Regions from separate parts of the Cricetulus griseus genome. Here region 1 is linked to region 2. The links are chromatin contacts, called in public Hi-C maps. All regions are on one chromosome and are shown on one strand. Each heading gives the region's core, a stretch centred on a gene start, on an enhancer-like site or on the middle of the called end of the contact. The rest is flanking DNA. Distances are from core to core; before and after follow the strand shown. Region 1 has its middle 190 kb from the start of Otud7a. Region 2 holds the start of LOC113834908 (Krueppel-like factor 13).

Region 1 (2,700 bases), core at 160-2,659, 76 kb before region 2:
GAATACCCTAGCTCCTTCCTGGGTTTGTGGACTCAAACCTGTGTTCATCAATCCCTCCAAAGGATGCAGCCATTTATGGGGCTTCCTGACTCCAGATTCCTTTTCCCTCCCCGAAGGTCTGCCCCCACCATTGATGCCTCCTTCTCTTCCTCCTGAGCCCCACAATCCCAGGGCTTCTCCCTCCAAGAACCACTACAAAGCTCCCCAATAGCTCCTTCTGTCTGACACACACCACAGTGAAGAGACCTGACACACACCGGCTACCCTTGGATGTCCTCTGTCTCTATGTCTCCCACCAGAGTGAAGAGACCTAGGTATGTAGGTCAACAGGTTCAGAACTCATCCTGGGTTCGGAACTAGGCTGCATCACAGACTAGTCCCTCTGTCTCCGTTCCTTATTTTTCTTTTCTTTTTTTCCTTTTCTCTTCTTCTTCTTTTTTGTTTTTTGTTTGTTTTGAGACAAGGTTTCTCTGTGTGGGTTTGTAGACCAGGCTGGTCTTGAATTCATAGAGATCTGCCTGCCTCTACCTCCTGAGTGCTGAGATTAAAGGCATGCGCTGCCACCACCGCCCGACTTCGTTCCTTATTTTTCCAAGGTAACAGAAGCTCTAAGATGGAGTGGAGCAGGAGACTGTGCAAGTCCTGAACCACCAGAGCCAGAATGCCATGCCAACCTGGGGAGGTTTCTACAGTGTAGACCCAGATCTACTTTCCAGAGGCTACCACCTGGGAGCCCTGACCCTCTTCCCAGGTTCACCTAATATCTGTGTAGATGGGCCACCTGGGCCGCCTCCCACCAACCAATCATGCTTCAATGTGAGTCCAGACATTCCAGGTGCAAATGCTGTAAGAACTGCCCACATCCCTGGAAGTTCCTCACCCTCCCACCACCTCACCCTCTCTGTGTTGTCCAGTGTCCCCCATTAGGTTTCTCCTTTACTTCTGAAGCCCACAGACCTTGGTCCTTCCCCTCTGCCCTGTACCAACTCTATGCATCTCCTGGCCATTTGTGATCAGGACCTATTGTCCCTGGATCTCCCTGACAAAGCCTGAGGTCTACCTTATTCTTTTTTTTTTTTTTTTTTGGCCACTATAACAAAATAACTAAGACTGGATCATTGATAAAGAATTGAAGGTTATCCGGCTTTCAGTTCTTGAAGTACAGGTGTGTGGCATCTGGTGAAGGCTAGCTTGCTGTACCATAACATGGTAGGGTACCCTGATGAGACAGAGGAGGGACTAGTTTGGGTCTCTCCATCTCTTTGTAAGTGTAAGGCCACTCATGGGGCCCTACCCACATGAATTCATTTGTCCTCATTATCTTCCAGAGAGCCCACCTCCAAACAACACTGGCAGGAATTTCCAACAGATCTGTCCTAAAGACAGCCCTTTGGACCACGGAGAGGGCTGGCGGACCCCGCACTCGCTGACAGTGCACATTCTTCACTCACCCTCCCAGCCATGGCCACAGGTCTAGGCTGTGGTTTCATGAGTCATGGCCCCAGCTCTCCTCCTAATGATCGGTGTTAGCCAGGTAAGTTAGTGAGCCTGGATTTCCTCACCTAGAGGCCCATGCTTCCCACATGACCCCTGTGTTCCTGAACCCCATGGGTATATCCTGACCACCTATGAGGGTAGCAGAAGGCTTCCACATGGGAGGCACTAGTGTGCACAGATGTAGGAGGCCACTCTTCACCACAACAACAAGATGAACATATGGTAGAGAGATAGGCATTTGGGGCTCAGGCCTATAATCCCAGCACCCGAGACTCAGAGGCAGGAGGATCAGGAATGGGGTCATCACTCGCTGCTTCTTGATGGCAGACACACTGTGACCAGCCACCTCCTGCTCCTGCACGAGGACGTTTCCCCATGATGAACAGGCCCAAAGCTGTGAACAAAACCAGACTCCTCTTCCTTAAGTTACTTTTGTTGAGGGTTTGGTCCTGATGGCAAGAAATGTAACTAGCTGGACCAGTTAAACAAACAGTCACAGAAAACTATTGGCTGTTATGGAGGGAAGTGTAAAGAGCTCCAGGCTTGCCTATGGGGTCAGGGCCTTCCTGAGCAGGGGAAAGGCAAGGAGCAGCCAGTAAGGCTGGGGAGTGTCCTGAAGGAGGAAATTTCCAGTGCTGTCTCTATATCACAAGTCAGGAGGCTGGGCGAGGTAAGGAAGGAAACATGGGACAAACCTGCCCTCAGAGGGAAGCAGGTCCCTGTACACGGGTGCTCAGAACTGCTGTGTCATTCTGAACTGTGGGAATAGGTTATGGATGACATTTTAAAATGTTCCCTTCAGCTGTGCTACAAACAGACTTAAGACACAGCTAGGCCAGGTGTGGTAACACGTGGCTGTAATCCCAGCACTTGGAAGGTGGAGGCCAGCCAGGGATATCTGAGACTCTGTTTCAAAGGGCCCAAAACAAAAAAGACACAAACAGGCTGCTATGACCAAGTTTCCTGTGTCACAGCAACCCTGACCAGCCAGCCTGGGGTCTCACTTGTCGAGGAGCCAGAGCTGTGAACCCAACTCCCAGACACCACACTCCAACAACTTTACTCCACTTTGATGTCTTCAAAGGGATTGGTGCACAAAATCCTGAGCTGACTGTATATAGCATTAAAGAATTTGTGAATTAATATTTAAGTCATTAAGGCAGATGGGGTATGGAGAAGGACATCCACACATGCAGGACACAC
Region 2 (2,700 bases), core at 192-2,691:
GATGGCGAAGCTCGAGCCTCGGCAGCACCCACGCCCCAATCGGGGTGCGCCGGCCGCCCCCCAGCCACCTCGAGCGCACCTGCCCGCGCCGCCCGCAACCCGGATGACGACATCCACCCCGCGGCCCCGCCCCAAGAACCCGGGAGGGGGCGTGCCCGATGGGGGCGCGGTCGCCGAGAGGGCGCCGGCTCCAAGCGCCCCGGCCGGCCAGCGTCACGCGAGGCCGGAGCGCCAGGGCAGGGGCGCGGCCGCGATCGCTCTCAGCTCCCGGCTCCCCGCCCCCGGTCCCGGCCCCGGTCCCGGCCCCTACAGCGCTGGGCCGAGAGCTCTGGGGGCGTGGCCGTCCCCGAGCAGTCAGTCCCTAGTCCGCTTGATCGCGGCGTTCGGGCCGCCCCACTGACCTGTGTGAGTTCTCAGGTGCGCCTTGAGGTGCGAAGATTTCCCGTAAACTTTCTCGCAGCCCGCGTAGTGGCACTTGTGCTTCCTCTGCGGGGACTCGAGGTCTGCGCGACTCCGGCCCCGCCGACCCCTTTGTCTGAGGCCGGGCTCGCCGCTCCCCGCGGGCCCCGGCTCCGGCTCCAGTGCCGCCTCGGGCTCGCTCCACGCGGGGCTGGGGGGCGCGGCCGGCGCGCCTGCTTGTCCCGGGGGGCGGGCTCTGGGCGGGCGGCGGCGCAGGGGCGCGGGCGGCAGGCGGCAGGGGGTCCTCGCCTTGCGCGCAGCGGCCCCTTCTCTGCGTTCCGCGGGGGCGGGCGCCGGCGCCTGCTGGTTGAGGTCCGCTAGGATCCGCGCCACCACGAAAAGCGAGGCGCTGTCCTTGCCGTCGCGGCGTTCGTCAACGCGGGGCAGTGTGGGGGCGGCGGCGGCCGCGCCCTCGGGCCGGGGCTCAGGCCCTTCCCGCGGCTCGTGCACGACTGCGCGGCTAGACATAGACACGAGGCACTCGGCGGCAAAGTGATCCACATAGGCGGCGGCTGCCATGCTGCGGGCTTGGGCGCGCGGTGCTCTCGCCGAGTCGTCAGCGGCGCATCCGCACCCACGGCCTCCGGAGAGCGCGGGGGGGCGGGGCGCGGCGCGCCCTCTTCTCCGGCTGGGCTGGGCTAGGCTGGGCGCGCAGCCGCTTCTGCCGTCACCCGCGCGGCTCCGCGTCCGCCTGGCCGGGTACTGGAGGGTGAGCGCATGGGGGGCTCCAACGAGGAGGGTCCGCGTGCGGCGTCAGGGCCGGCTTGTCTTACGGATGTCGAGCGGCGATGTTAGGCACGACCCCTGCAAGTTGCGGTCGCAGTTCCACCGTGCATTGTGGCAGGCGGGACAGCCTCCGTGCGCGCCGCTGCTCGGTGTGGGCGGACCGGCCCCGGGGGTGGGCGGGGCCGGGGCCACATCTGGACCCGACGTCAGCCCCCAGCCACATCCTGGCGGCGCAGGTTACAGGCGGCAGCGGCCGCAGGGAGCAGCGCGCACGAAGGGGGCGGGGAGCCTGGAGCGCGCACCAGAGGGACCGTGCGGTCGCGCGCCCGCGCCCTGTGAGGGGCGTGGCCAGTGGCAGACGCGAACGCCATTGGCTCTTGAGTACTCTAGCCCGCCAATCCGGGCCTCCAGAGGGCCCTACTGGCCGCGGGACCTGCGCGCGCCAGTGGGCGTGCCCCTGGACCTGCAGGAGGAGGGGCGGAAATCGGAGCCCAGCGCGCGGCACGGTGACGCATGACGTTCGAGGGTGGCGGGCCGCGGTGTAGCGGCGCAGGGTTGGGGCGCGTGCCTCCCGCAGCGGGAACCCCGCCGGGCCTTTCCATGCCAGGGCTTTTGTGCGCAGGCAACCGTGGGTGGTGCGAGGATGGCAACGCTGGGGAGGGCACCCTGTGGTCGCTCCGCCCGCCGGCAGCGCGGGCGAGGTGGCGTATCCGTCTCGGCGGGACCTAGGCGGCCAGCCTCGCCTATGGGCGGGACACTGCCGCTCCTCACCCCACCGCAGCGGAGTTCTCGGGTGGCCGGGCTTGTATTGCAGCCTCCAGCCATCTCAACACTCTGCCCCATTGAGCTCCAGTCCTCGGCGCAGCCCTGGCGAGAGCCAAGTCACCACCGGGCCGCCCCGCCCCCGCGCGGCCGCGCTGCCCTTGAGCCCCTGTTAACCTGGCTGGTGCAGGGCCCACCACTGCCAGTGCTGAGTGAGTGAGCTACGTGCTGGGGCTGCGGTCGCGGCTGTTCAGGGAACACAGGGCCCCTTCCTCCCCCTTCCTGCCCCAGGCCTGCTGCCAACTTCTCCAGGCCGCCCCTCTCCCACCGCGGTCGGTCGTGGAGGCTTCAAACACCACCAGCTGCGAGGACCCCGCCCAGGGCGCCCCACCCATCCACTGTCTGGGCCTCTAAAGGAAATGCTCCTCTGAGTCCTGCCGGGGCCTTCCAACCAGGCCACCTTGCTCTAGAGTCTAGACACACATTCATATCGTTCTCTCCAAACACACTAGGCCATCGTCAGAGAGACCATAGCTTCCTACTGCCTTTCAACCAATCTTAACGCACTTTTCAGGACTCTGGCCGTGGCTGGCCTCTGACCTGTGAGAACAGGGTCAGCAGCTTCTGCTTTCCATTGTGGGTGATGCCTTGAAACAAGTCAGCCATCAGCATGTCGGGGAGGCCCCCCGATGGTCCACTCTAGAGGACTAAAGCAGGGGCAAATCACCTCCTATGGCAAAATTAAGAACCATG

What was found. A called contact is a pair of places that touch in the nucleus more often than the background predicts.
Region 1: a Hi-C map of the CHL-YN cell line shows a contact between it and region 2, with 2.3 times the contacts expected there. The contact joins the enhancer-like site here to the promoter of LOC113834908 in region 2. A contact is called at or near these places in 3 of 8 Hi-C or Micro-C datasets (the CHL-YN cell line, the CHO-K1 cell line and liver).

The regions. Positions count from the first base shown.
Region 1 is chr3:133,349,785-133,352,484 of CriGri-PICRH-1.0, reverse strand. No RefSeq gene overlaps it. Among named protein-coding and RNA genes, the nearest start is that of Otud7a, 190 kb to the left of the region's middle. Within about 2 kb of position 1,409, at least 1 of the 6 cell types and tissues checked has open chromatin away from gene starts, as enhancers often do.
Region 2 is chr3:133,273,898-133,276,597 of CriGri-PICRH-1.0, reverse strand. LOC113834908 (Krueppel-like factor 13) reads right to left here and starts at 1,441. Exons shown (of 2, transcript XM_027408066.2): 1 at 402-1,441. The coding sequence starts at 978.